2 separate regions of the Mus musculus genome follow, and region 2 is linked to region 1. Evidence: chromatin contacts called from public HiChIP or PLAC-seq data. All regions are on one chromosome and are shown on one strand. Each heading gives the region's core, a stretch centred on a gene start, on an enhancer-like site or on the middle of the called end of the contact. The rest is flanking DNA. Distances are from core to core; before and after follow the strand shown.

Evidence for each region. HiChIP or PLAC-seq counts read pairs in DNA pulled down with a chosen protein or histone mark.
Region 2: a contact with region 1 is called in a FOXA1 HiChIP or PLAC-seq map of pancreatic cancer cells. The contact joins the enhancer-like site here to the promoter of Cxcl17 in region 1. A contact is called at or near these places in 3 of 39 promoter capture datasets (the C10 cell line, cranial neural crest and pre-B cells), 1 of 15 datasets of contacts at CTCF or cohesin (large pre-B cells), 1 of 484 Hi-C or Micro-C datasets (regulatory T cells), 2 of 115 datasets of contacts at active chromatin or transcription factors (embryonic stem cells and pancreatic cancer cells) and 3 of 9 other capture datasets (adipose tissue, liver and pancreatic islet).

What each region holds. Positions count from the first base shown.
Region 1 is chr7:25,408,567-25,415,090 of GRCm38.p6, forward strand. Cxcl17 (chemokine (C-X-C motif) ligand 17) reads right to left here and starts at 4,320. Exons shown (of 4, transcript NM_153576.2): 1 at 4,136-4,320. The coding sequence starts at 4,214. The region is part of intron 3 of 4732471J01Rik (RIKEN cDNA 4732471J01 gene); the gene reads left to right.
Region 2 is chr7:25,196,601-25,204,124 of GRCm38.p6, forward strand. Dedd2 (death effector domain-containing DNA binding protein 2) reads right to left here. Exons shown (of 5, transcript NM_207677.3): 5 at 6,240-7,331. The coding sequence ends at 6,940. Among named protein-coding and RNA genes, the nearest start is that of Mir7048, 17 kb to the right of the region's middle. Within about 2 kb of position 1,296, at least 53 of the 459 cell types and tissues checked have an H3K27ac peak or open chromatin away from gene starts, as enhancers often do. A contact at or near this core is called in pancreatic cancer cells, where this site is marked.

The sequences.
Region 1 (6,524 bases), core at 3,070-5,569:
TCTGTAATAAGGTCAGATGCCCTCTTCTGGTGTGTATGAAGAGATCAATGTTGTACTCATATACATTAAATACATACATACATACATACATAAATCTTAAAGAAAAACAAAATACACTAGGTTAAAAATATTTATTTATGGGTTAGAGAGCTCACTCAAAGGTTAAGAGCACTGGTTACTCTTCTGGAGGTCCTGAGTTCAATTCCCAGCACCTACGTGGTGGCTCACAACCATCTGTAGTAAGATCTGGTGCCCTTTTCTGGTGTGTAGGCAGAACACTGTATATATAGTAAATAAATCTTAAAATTCCCTGGAGTTGGAGTTACAGGCAGTTATGAGCTGCCAAATACATCTGCTGTGAACTGAACCCAGGTCCTATGCAAGAGCAGCCAGTGCTCTTAACTGCAGAACTATCTTTAACTCCCATTACATTAGATATTTGTGAGGACAAAATGAGGTAACTATATTCATTATAACACTGAAAACAGTGCCTGCAGCACAGGATTTACTAATACATGTCAGCTATTATAAATATATTAGAAATAGTGAATAATCTATTATTATAAGTAATTTATCCATAATATTATTATATATTCTCATGTATTTCTTTTTTCCTTCTCTTTTAAGATTAGAAGGTAAAGTAAGATCAGATTAAAAAACAATGTGTATGGGTGTTTTGCCTGCCTGTATACCAGTGCACCAAATTCATACAGTACCCACGGAGACCATAAGAGGGCGTCAGATCCCTTGGAAGTGAACTTACAGACATGGGTGATGAGAATCAAACCAAGGTCTTTTTGGAAAAGCAGTCAGGTCTTTCAACCACTGAGCCAGAGCACTCTAGCTTGTAAGATAAATTTTATTTTCAGAATTGATTTGGAAATTATGTATAGGTCATTTCCTCTGGCTACTAAATGGTTCAGATGTATGTGAACATTGTGAAACTTGTTGGCTAGAAAAGCTCTGGACCACCACCTAGCTCATGTTGTTTGTGACAGCGCCATCTGGAGGCTCAAAGAAGTTAAGTAACTTAGCAAGTTTGCAAAGCAAGTGGCAGAGGCACAAAGCCTTGACTTCAATGCATAGTGTAAGAATTTGGGGAGTCTAAATGTGGAGTGGTGTGTAAATGTTGCGGCCAAGCTGTATTTATTAACTTGGAGTGGTCCCTTGCAGGGAACATTGACCAGTGACTGGCTGATATTTTTTAGCTTTCTTTTTTTTTTTTTAAAGACATTTTTTATTAGATATTTTCTTCATTTACATTTCAAATGCTATCCCCAAAGCCCCCTATACCCTTCCCCCACCCTGCTCCCCAACCCACCAACTTCTGTTTCCTGGCCCTGGCATTCATTTTTAGCTTTCTTTTTTTTTTTTTAAAGTTTTTTCTTTTTCTTTTTTTTTTTATTCTTTTTTGTTTTTATTATTAGGTATTTTTCTCGTTTACATTTTCAATGCTATCCCAAAGGTCCCCCATACCCACCCCCCCAATCCCCTACCCCCCCACTCCCCCTTTTTGGCCCTGGTGTTCCCCTGTACTGGGGCATATAAAGTTTGCAAGTCCAATGGGCCTCTCTTTGCAGTGATGGCTAACTAGGCCATCTTTTGATACATATGCAGCTAAAGACAAGAGCTCCCGGGTACTGGTTAGTTCATATTGTTGTTCCACCTATAGGGTTGCAGTTCCCTTTAGCTCCTTGGGTAATTTCTCTAGCTCCTCCATTGGGGGCCGTGTGACCCATCCAATAGCTGACTGTGATCATCCACTTCTGTGTTTGCTAGGCCCCGGCATAGTCTCACAAGAGAGAGCTATATCTGGGTCCTTTCAGCAAAATCTTGCTAGTGTATGCAATGGTGTCAGCATTTGGAAGCTGATTATGGGATGGATCCCTGCACATGGCAATCACTAGATGGTCCATCCTTTCATCACAACTCCAAATTTTGTCTCTGTAACTCCTTCCATGGGTGTTTTGTTCCCATTTCTAAGAAAGGGTAAAGTGTCCACACTTTGGTCTTCGTTCTTCTTGAATTTCATGCGTTTGGCAAGTTGTATCTTATATCTTGGGTATCCTAAGTTTCTGGGCTAAAATCCACTTATCAGTGATTTTTTAGCTTTCTTAACTGGAGGTTTATTTACTATTGGTGATTAGTGGATAGAGGCCCACACAGCAAAGCATTGTTCACCACCACACTGAAGTAGTAAACTTGGTCCTGTAATCCCAGCTATTTGGGAGGTGGAAGCAAGAAGATCACAAGTTCAGGGAAGTCTGGGAAATAATAAAGGTCATGCATCAACCAAAATAGGGGCAGGCAGGTGGGCATGGTGGCCGTGCACACCTTCAGTCCCAGCACTCGGGAGGCAGAAGCAGGTGGATACATCTGAATTCAGTGCCAACCTGGTCTACAGAGCAAGTTCCAGGACAGCCAGGGCTACACAGAAAGACCTTGTGTGTCTGCAAGTGTAGCTGGCAACATACACACAAGTGTACACACAGCCCAGCCAAGATCCACTTCCCAGACCTTCCCAACCTCTCCTGGAAAAGTCAAAGATTTTCTCAGAAAAACAAACAAACAAAAAATAGAGGCATGGCTGTAATTCAGTGACACACTGCTTGGTTAGCATGCATGGGCACCCCCCTCCCCCATACACACACACTAGCAACAACAAGAAAAAACCAACACTATCATACCTTGGCATATGAGTCATAGAAGTGAATCATTTTGAACTTAGAAACCTGAGCCCTTAGCTAATATTGATTGTTATGTGGGATAGTGTGAAGATTATGGGAACAATGCATCAGTTTGTACCCCCAAGGTGGTTAAGGTTACAGTCTGCAGGGCAGGAGAGGTAGAAGAGGTGCCCCCAGTGTGAGACAGACCATGATGTACAAAGAGTCCTGACTGAGCTGTGCATAGTCAGCGTGGAGAGCAGAGGAGTGGAAAGGTGTTAGCCTTTGAATTAGATGTGTGAGTAAAGTTGAGCTGGTTTGAAAACACAGGACCTGTTGGGGATCAGCAGCCTAGTATGGTTGGAGCATAAGTGCATCTTTGTGAATGAAAGAAAGTGGACTGGAAAGGTGTGTTGTGACTAGAGCTTTGAGTTCATGGGGAGGACTCTAGCCCTGGTGCCCATATAGTGATAGAGAAGCCTTCCCTTCCAGAGTGGCCACTATGGGCCCCAGGACTGAAGAACTCAGAGAACTTTCCCTACAAAGGAAAGAAGTTGGACATTGCCAGAGGCAGGTGATCCTGGATTTAGGATCACATGATGCTGAGTATGCCACAGAGTACCTCACCCACAGGAGAAAGGTACATGGATAGAGATGATCTTGCTTCTGTGTGGTGGCTCTGTGAAGAGCTGGGAAACACTGGCTGTGGTGAAGACTAGAACAGATTCAGAACCTCTACCGAGTCTGCTTCAAAAGGGACAGACCATTCAACCAAGCCCGGGATGACTAAAATGTCTGCATGACTACTGCCTGCTAATAGGACTGACCTGGTTTGTATCATCACGAGCTTACTTGGCATACTCTAAAGTTATAGGACTCCTCATTTCTTTGCCTTCCACCACAAGCCTCCCACCCCCAGTTGAGCCCTGAGAAAATCTGTGACTTTTCCAGGAGAGGTTGGGAAGGTCTGGGAAGTGGATCTTGGCTGGGCTGTGTGTACACTTGTGTGTATGCTGCCAGCTACAGTTGCAGACATGTTGGGAATGTGCCTTAAAGTTTACAGAGTCCTTTGGGATAAAGAGGGTCCTTTCTTTTTGCTAATGAGGATTCTGGTACTGAGAAAGACTAACTTAATTACCCCAACTTGTTGCTAAAAGAGTATTTTAATGCACTTGTTGTTGGGTTTGCCATGTTTTCTACCCCATTTCTTCCCCACAAAATCAAATTAATCTTTGGTGTGCACATGGTTCTGGTGAAGTAGAAATTAATCTTGAGCCAGGCATGGTGGCACACCTATAATACTGGGACCCAGGATACTGTGGTCGGAAGAGTCCAAGTTTTCGGTCAGCCTGACTACATATCAAGAGCCTGTCTCAAGGGAGAGAAAAATAGAAGGGAGGAGGACGGACAAAATAAAGAGGAAGGGAGGGAGAGAAGGAGAAGAGAGAATATCATTTCATTGTATTTACCTGGGTTCGGGCTGCTGAAGACCATGGACATGAGCATCACTGGAAGCAACAGAAGGAAGGGAGAGGCTAGAAGCTTCATTGTGGCTGTCTGTTGGTTCTTAAAGGCTGTGTGGATTGTCACCAGTTAGAGGCTTCTGATTTCTTGTAACTGCTCAGGTGGAGTAGTGTCTACAATTTAATCCTACACAAGAACACCCTTGGGAAATCAAGAGCAGGAAGGCGGTGCTGGTCAGTTTAGTACCAGATTGGACCAGGTCTTTACGGGAATGTGGGAGGTAAAACTGGCCAAACAAAAGAAACCACACTCCAGAGAAAGGAACAAATGACTGACACCTTGGCATGTGTGTGTGTGTGTGTGTGTGTGTGTGTGTGTGTGTATGTATGCTTGACTCCTCCCCCACTGTGGGGGGTTTCATTCTCTAAGCTTTTTTCTCACTTGAATTTCCGTGTACCTTTTGGCTGTTTAGAGCAAAACCGAGGCACTGCAGGCTGACAAAGAGAGGCTGACAGCTGCGCTTCCTCTCTCCACCCATTTGTGATTGCCAGCACAGTAGATGGAAGTGCTACTGCCTGGACAGTTGTCCTGTCCTCGCACTGTTGACAGATTCATCCAGTTCCCTAGCCACTCACAAGGGAAGCAGAGTTCAGTTAAGAAGACGTTCACTTTGGGTGTGCTGGTGTGTGCCAGCACTGGAGGCTGAAGAGGGCTTTGAGTTTCCCCTCCCCTCCCCTCCCCTCCCCTCCCCTCCCCTCCCCTCCCCTCCCCTCCCCTCCCCTCCCCTCCCCTCCCCTCCCTTCCTTTCCTCTCCTCTTCAATTCTCTCTCTCTCTCTCTTAACAAAGAAAGAAAAACAAAAATGAAGGGCTAGTGGCTGCCTGGCGAGTGAGCTGATGATCTAACTTCAATCCCCACTGTTCACAGGAAGTAGAGAAATCAGTGCATTGTCCTTTGACTGCTATAGTCATTTGGTGCATGCACACTCCCCTCATCCTTAAATAACTGTAATGAAGAACGAAGGGCTAGGGATGTAGCTTAGAGATAAGATGCTTGACTAGCATGCACAAGGCTCCAGGTTTGATTCTCAGCACCATAAATAGCAAATAAAAACAAACCAGCAACAATGCACAAATAAAATCAGAGTCAGTTATCTTTGCCTCCAAACTCTTTCCTGGAGCAGTGGGGAAAACAAAGCCTCCTCTTGTTCATCAGGAAGTTGGCTATGGTTTAGTTGCTCCAATTTACAGGACACGGTGTGTGTGTGTGTGTGTGTGTGTGTGTGTGTGTGTGTGTATGTGTGTGTAAGATCACCAGAGCTTCAGGTCCAGGAATATATGAACTATAGGCAAAAAGGGATTCTTGAACTGTGTTGGTCCAGGTTGGTGGAGTTCTTGGTTCAAGGCAAAAGGAGAAAGCTGATAATGCCCACAGTCAACATTAAAGACGATTGTGCCAGCCAGCTCACGAGGGAGGGGAGCGTTTATTTCTGAAACTTGCACTCTTAGAGGTGTTATTTCATGGCCTGTCTGCCCTGTCATTTTTGAGCCTGTGCTGAGATACATCATGGAGAGAGTGCATAGTGGAGGAAACTGCTCACTTCTCGCATCTAGGAAGCAAAGAAGATAGCAAGAACCATAAACCTAATAGTTCATTTAAGGGTGTATACGCCACCATGACATAACTGTTTTCTACTGAACTCTGTCTCCTAAAGGTTCTTCTGATCTCCCACAGACTGGCTACCCAGCCTTTACCTCATGGGCCTTTGGGAAGCACTGAAGATCTAAATTATAACAATCTTGGAACATCAGCACTGAATTTGGTGTCTATTTGAGGGACTTTAAGACTGCCAAAGCAATAGGGATTGATGAACTTAAATATTGGGTGACATTTGTTGGAGCCAAAGGGACAATGAATAAGGAAGTCTTTTCTAGAAGCCTCCAGGAATGAGAGGATATATGAATTATTCCTTCAAAAGAAGTGAATTGATAAACAAAATTTTCATTATTTATTAATTTATTTACTTTATATCTTATTGCAGCCCTATCCTCCAGGACCCCCTCACACAGCCCCTTCCCCCCACTCTCCCTTTCCCTTCTCCTCTGAGAAGGGGGAGGATTCTCCTGGGTATCACCTCACCCTGGCACATCAAGTCACTGCAGGACTAGGCTCATCCTTTCCCACTGAGACCAGACAAGATAGTTCAGTTAAGGGAGTGAGATCCACAGGCAGGCAACAGATTCAGGGTCAGCCCCCACTTCAGTTATTGGGGGAGGGCTTGCATACAGACCAAACTGCACATCTACTACGTATGTGCTGGGGGCCTACGTCCAACCTATGCTTGTTCTTTGGTTGGTGCTTCAGTCTCTAGGAACCTCCAAGGGCCCAGGTTAGT
Region 2 (7,524 bases), core at 46-2,545, 210 kb before region 1:
TGATAACACAGGTGTGACAGCCAGGAAGGCCTGACAGGTGGAGATGGCAGATGCTGGGATGATTGGGATACTGGAGTCTGAAGGCATGGAAGACTGTATAGGGTTGTGATCAAACCCAGGAATTTGGGGCCAATGAGAAGGCTTAGCGGGTGCTTGCTGTCAAGTGCAATTGTCTAAGTTCAATTCCCAGGACACACAGCAGGAGAGAGTGTCTGGGGACTTCTACATGTACACGGTGGCATGCATATGCACACCCACACAACACAACACACACAACACACAAATGTGACTTTTAAATTTTCAGGAAAGATGGTTCAGCAGTTAAGAGTATTTATTGCTCTTGCAAAGGACCCAGGTTTGGTGTCAGCACCTTCATGACAGCTCGAAACTACAGCTCCGTAACTATAGTTCTAGGGGAACAAACACCAAATGCCCCTTCCAAACTCTGTGGACTTCTGCACACATGTGGTGCACTTACATACATACATGCATAACATAAAAATTAAATGTTAAATATTAAGAAAATAGCCAGGCAGCAGTAGTGCATGCCTTTAATCCCAGCACTTGGGAGGCAGAGGCAGGCAGATTTCTGAGTTTGAGGCCAGCCTGGTCTACAAAGTGAGTTCCAGGATAGCCAGAGCTATTCAGAGAAACCCTGTCTCGAAAAACCAAAAATAAATAAATAAATAAATAAATAAAAATAAAACAAAAAGAAAAGAAAAGAGAGAAGAAAAAAAGAAAAAGGAAAACCAAATATTTTTTAAATTTTTAATTTTTTTTTGAAAGTTGTTTTACTGCACGTACATGGGTGTTTTGTCTGCATGTGCACCACACGTATGCCTGATTTCTGCAGAGGTTGGCCACCCCTGAAATCAGTGACAGTTGTCAACTGCCTGTGTGTGACAGGGCTCACATTGTGTCCTCTGAGAAAGTAGCTAGTACCCTCAATGCCGAGACCAAAGTCCAGCCCCGAACCCTGTGTGACCTTGGGTCCTTGGACACTAAGCAAGCATGCTATCGTCAAGCTACGTTCACACCCCTAAGAATTTAAATTTGGGACTTGCACAATCCTGCTTGTCACTTCACTGTGTCACTCAGACAAGTGGCCTCACCTAGCTGTGTGTGTCTCACAGAGCTTAAATGATGAGGGAATTACTACCAGCCTCGCAGGAATGTATGAGGGATAAATGCACACTGAGCCTTTGGCATGGTGCCTGGCACGTGGTATAAGGACTCAGGAAATGTCCCTTTGTTTGTTTACACTTCCAGGGAATGACTCAGTCCAAGGTGTGGTCCAGGGAGTGGATGGCGGGGTGAGACAGAGGCTGGTCAAAGGATGAGGCAGAAAGAAAATGTGACACAATGTAACAATAAAAAATAGGTCATCGCAGGGCAGTCAGATGTTTAGCAGGATGCACAGGCTGGGGTGGAGTGTGGGCCCCTGCCTTGTGCACTTCACTCCCTCACAGTCTTTACTCAAGAACAAACAGAAATTGGGTTGGTGAGATGGATCTTGGCTTAACCCCGAGTTCAATGCCAGGGACCCACATACTCCACAAAGTTGTCCTCTGGTCTCCTCAAGTGCATTGCATACACACGACCAAATACAAAACACACACAAACATGCTCACGCTCGCTCTCCTCCCTCCCTCCCTCCCCCTGAAATATTTGTTTTAAAAATTAAAGAGTAAGCAGAAATGAAACCAAGCAATAGTGGCATACACATGTAAATTGAGCAGTCAAGAAATGGAAGAAGGGGGCTGGAGAGATGGCTCAGTGGTTAAGAGCACTGACTGCTCTTCCAGAAGTCCTGAGTTCAAATCCCAGCAACCACACGGTGGCCCACGCCATCTGTATTGGGATCTGATGCTCTTTTCTGGTGTGTCTGAAAACAGTGTCAGTGTACTCATATACAGAAAAATAAATAAAAATAATTCTTAAAAAAAAGGAAGAAAGAAAGAAAGAGAGAGAGAGAGAGAAAGGAAGGAAGGAAGAAAGAGGAAGAAAGAAAGAAAGAAAGAAAGAAAGAAAGAAAGAAAGAAAGGAAGGAAGAGAGAGAGAGAGAGAGAGAGAGAAAGAAAGAAAGAAAGAAAGAAAGAAAGAAAGAAAGAAAGAAAGAAAGAAAGAAAGAAAGAACAAACGAACTGGAAAAAGAATCGGAACTTCAGGGCTAGTCTGGAATACATTTAAGACAGACTCAGACTGCTGCTCCCTTCCTACTACCTCCAAAAAGGGGGAAGGCTGGAAAGATGGCTCAGCAGCTGAGAAGCTCTTGTCTGTTGTTGCTGCTCTTGTGAAGGACCAGGTTCCCAGCAGCCACTTGGGTAGGTCATAACCTCCTGTGACTCTAGATCTAGGGTATTCAATGTCCTCTTTTAACCGCCAAGCATATGCACACACAGACACACACACACACCTATCATAAATAAAACAAAATACTTTCTTAGAAAAGCAGAAGCAATCAATCACTGGAGAGAAAGAAAATAAGTCACAATGATGCACTACTACACACCCAACAGATGAGCGGATGTATTTGTCTGACAACAGCAGACTGGTGAGGAGGAAGCAGGGGCTGCTCGGGCACCACTGGTGACAAGGTATCTATCTGTATATCCACTTTAGGGAAAATGGTCTCAAGGGGAAACAATAGAGATGCTCACTGGAGGGGCTGGAGGGATGGCTCATTGGTTAAGAGCACTGGTTGCTCTTCCAGAGATCCTGGGCTCCATTTCCAGCACCCACATGGTGGTTGATAATCCGTCAGTCACTGTGTCTGTGGTAACCTGATCAGGATTATGGGATGCAGTGTTCAGATGGGATCTACCAAAGCAGACCCTATTCATAACCATGACCAGCAATTCTACCTCAAGGGAGAGAGATCCCAGTGGAAAGAAGAGTTTGTTCACACACAAAACAAGTAAACAGGGGGCTGGCGAGATGGCTCAGTGGGTAAGAGCACCCGACTGCTCTTCCGAAGGTCCGAAGTTCAAATCCCAGCAACCACATGGTGGCTCACAACCATCCGTAACGAGATCTTACTCCCTCTTCTGGAGTATCTGAAGACAGCTACAGTGTACTTACATATAATAAAAATAAATAAATCTTTAAAAAAAACAAGTAAACAAATATGCTCGAGAATGTTCATAGCGGCTTCAAATGGGAACAACTCAAAATATCCACCCAGCACGTGAATTCATAGCGTATCCACACACTGGGATGATACGTAGCAATAAAAACACATCAATTTCAGATAAACACACGGAAGAGCCTCACAGCATAGCAGTGAGCAAAATAAGACATGACACAAGATATATGAAAAATAAAAATGTATTGTACCAGCTAGCTGTGTTGTCCCACACCCTTAACCCCAGCACTCGGAAAAGCTCACAAAGGCAGGTGGATCTCTGAGTTTGTGGCCAGCCTGGTGTACGTAGGGAGTCCCAGGTTAGCCAGGGCTACATAGTAAGAAAGAACGGAAAAGCAGCTGGTAGAGGCCTCCAGGAGAGATGGCTCAGCTTGCTTCCTCCACAAACCCCGGCATGGGGTTACACATGAGATTTACATTACATGTGGTATCTTCCATACTTTTTCTGAATGTTGTATTTCATGACTCAAATGTTACTCAGTGATGTGGTAATTTTTTCTGTCATTGTTGCTTTTGAGGCAGGGTCTCAAGGAGACCAGGCTGGCCTCAAACTTGTTGTGTTTGAGGATGACCTTGAACTCCTGACCCTCCTGCTTTCTCCCCCAAGCTCTGGGGTTAAGAAACATGTTCCCTGTTGGGCCTGGTCGTGCTAGTGAGCAGGCCGCATCTCTCCATTCACTGTCCTTTGGGCTTCTCCAGAGAAGCCCAACTGCTCAGTCACAGCTGTCTGGTCACTCTGGTCTGTGAGTCCCGGAGTGCCAGTCTTGGGTATCAATAAAACAGGGGCTCTTCCCGATTTCTCGAGCCCAACCTGGAATCCCCAGGGTGTTCAGTTCAGCCCAGCTACATGGAGGTTTCATGGAACAGTTGCTGCCAAGCTGAGTGCACTAGGGCCACCTCAGTCACCTTAAGTTCCCATGCCAAGGGCTCACATCTGTCTCTGATAGTTCTCAACTCCCCATATAGGTGGCAGCAGGAAGACTACAGGCCAAATAAAGGGTCTAGGTGGCTTTTTCCCCCTTAATGTCTCCTCTGCCCAGTCTCTTTACATCTAATTCAGAAATATTCTGAGGCCTTGGTAAGGACCGTTTTGCCCCTGCCCCCCAGCCCCCACATACTGGAATCATTCTGGGGAACTCCTCATTCCAGGGCAAGCCCTCAGCTCTGTTCCTCTGTGGAGTGATGGGCCACTGTCGTCAAGCCCCAACAGGGTCCTATCTCAGTGGTAAGATATTGCCCCCTCCCTCAAATCCTGACTCTGAACTTTTGAAGCTCTTGCGTTGCCTTCATGGTGCTGGTGTAAGCCACTTCTGGGGAGTCTACTAGACCTCTTTGGTACCCAAAACTCTCTGACAAGCCCAGGAGGGATCCACAGAGCATGCACCGTGGAAGGTTGCAGGTGCGCCCGGGCAACTCCTTGGGCTTGTGCCACGACAGACTTATGGGAGCACTCCACCTGCACAGGTCCCTTTCCTCCTACCTAGGTTAACTTCCCCCTGGTGCACATCGTGATGAAAGCCGATAGGGTGAAGTGTAGGTAGGGTGGAAGTTAACAGGCAGGAGAGGCTGTCTGAGAGAGGCATGGAAAGAACTGGCCTGGAGCAGGAAATCTGCCCAGCCAGAAGCCTCAGACTGTAGCTGAGGGAAAAGGGGAGCTACCTCAAGGCTTGAACAGAGCCAGTCCTGGGCCAAGGAGTGTGGCAGCTTCACCTCCAGGTACACTTAAAACTCACGCTGGGAGAGCCTCAGAGCTAAACTGTGGTAAGAAGGCCTAAGGGCATATCCCAGAGCTCTGGGGCAGAGGCAGTTGGACCTCTGAGGTCAGCCTGATCCACATTATGTGTTTCAGAGATACAGAGTAGGACCCAGTTCTCAACAAACTAATAAAAGCAAGCCTATGCTCTTCCCGGGCCAGACAGGAAAGGACTACTTAAGCAAGCCTCCCCTCACTGGTCCAGCCTGCCTGCAACCGCTCACCCTTCAGGGCACTGCTTTACTGACCTCACACAATGCAGCCTGCCATCAGACCACCTAGTAGAACTTTGCTCTGAGGCAGTAAGAGCAGGTTCTGAGGACACACAGAGGCCGGTGGGACCCACCTCCACTCCTGGACAGAACTCAACCCCTACGTCTGCCATTTCTTCCCTGTCCACCAACCATTAGGGGTCCAGGAAGAGCACTTAGGCATGGGCAAGAACACTTCTTGACGCAGAAGAGGGCAGCCCTTGGAATCTACCCACCCACCCACCCCCATCTCTCCAGTCCTTGCTCCTTAGGCCCTAAGGATGGAAGACTTGATTTCGTGTGAGAAACACTCGAGTCTTTGCCTTCTGAGGGGAGAAGGCAGGAGAGGCCTCACACATTCCCCTTGGGCCACATAGTGGCAAGTAGTGCTTTAGCTTTGGACTCTGAAACCCAAAGTCAGAGAGGGAGGGTTGGGAGCCTCGGGGGAAGGAATTGCAGGCAGAGAACCCCTGGCTGCCTCTCCTTTCCAGTTCCCCATTCCCAGGGCTCCAACAGTTTTGGAAATAATCAATTCCTCTCACTGAGAGGGCTAAAAATCCTGGAGTCCTCTTCCAGGGGACCAGGGTTCGGTTCCAAGCTGCCATGTCAGGCAGCTCACGACTTCTGGGAACTTGAGTTCCAGGGCGATCTCACAACTTGGCCATCCATGGGCACTACACTCAGTGTACGGGCTCGTTACGAACACCTGAAAATGGCTGGAGAAGCGGCTCAGTGGTTAGAATCACTGGCTGTTCTTCCGGAGGACCCAGCAGCCTCACAGTGACTTGACTGGCTCTAACTCTAGTTCCAAGGCATCTAACACCCTGTTCTTTGGCCTCCGAGGAGGCCAGAACACACGTGGTGCACAAGCACACATAAAACTTAGAAAGATTTCCCCTCCATGAGCATACAGAACCCTACAGTGCATGTGTGAACAGGCTGGGCGTCGATGCCAGGGCCTTATTTCCTGTGATGGTTAAGGAAAAAGAGGCCCAAGGAATGGAGATGCCTGTTCAGATGAGCTAGCATCTTGCTCTTCTCCAGCCCTTTCCCCTTGCTGACGAACAAAAAGTACCGGAGAGCCTGGACGCCCACCTGTGCCCTTTCCAGGGCAGTTTTATTGGCGCAGTTTGTGAACCATCTTCCCATCAGCCCTCGTCCTCGTCTTCCCTTCACGAGAAAGTGGCTGGTTCTGGTCCTAGCTCTGTATGAAACAGCTTCCCTTGACCTGATGTGGCCACAAAGCCCATGTGTGATAGTCTGGGTTAAAAGGCCCAAAGGCAAGTCTGTCTCACTCCAGGGAGCAGGGGAAGGTGATGAGAGTGGGATATCTGTATGTGCGGCAGGCAGAGCCCAGGTTGGTTAGATGAATGGGCAAGGTGAGCAATCCCCAGCTCCAGAGCCCACTGCTGTGGCTGAAACCCACATGGGGACAGTAAATCTGAGATCCTGAGAGAGTAGCCCTTAGGCTAAAGTGTGTGGGGCAGACAGCATCAGCCCAGAGTGAGAGACACGATGTGCAGGGGGTTATGCCTCCCTGCTTCGGGGCTCTGTGAGCCTGGGCCCCCAAGGCTGAGGGAAACCACCTGGGAGCAGGGAACTCGGGATGGAAGCAGCTGGAAGTGGTTTATGCCTCAAAGCCCACATCATCGGAGAGGCCATCATGGAACCTGCAGCCCTGACACCGTCCTCAAGCTGCTGAATGTCAGACGTCTGGGGGCAAGAGGGTCGTCGTCTTTCTGGTGGCCCTCGAAGACTTGGAGGTGGGGTCAGTCCTGCCAGATCCAGGATCAGGAGGCCTCGGTCCCACGCCGCCCTCCTTCCTCCTCCATCAGCAACAGGCGACGCCGGCCAGCCTCATAGTCAGCCTCGTCCACACTGACCAGCAAGCGGACAGCCTCTCGGCCCACGGCCTCCCGTAAAGCCTCAGTCAGGAACACGCCCCGAAGGGCCTGCAGCAGGGCGCCACTCAGGTAGTCGCCCCAGAAGGCGTCCAGATAGGACAGCTCTGAGAACTTGATGTCACACACCACAGAGCCCAGGTCCCTTGACCGCAGCACAGCAGTGGCTTGTCCAAACACATCCAGCTGCCGGGCCAACGCCTGAGGTCTCCGGGACGCCACACCCTGCTCCAAGGCTGGCCCATGCTCGCAGTACTCTGCCCGAACCCGGAGCCGGATGTCTGCAGGAGAAGGAGGACTCATCAGCAGGAACCACGCTTCCCCTCCCCCTGCCCCACCCCCTTCCCACAGCCACACCGGGGGGAAGACTACCCCTCTCTGCTACTTCTGATTTACAGCATCCTCTCCAATCTCAACTCCCTGAATCACAAGGCAGCCTCCTCCATCCCGTTCAACACCACCTCTGAGCCTCTG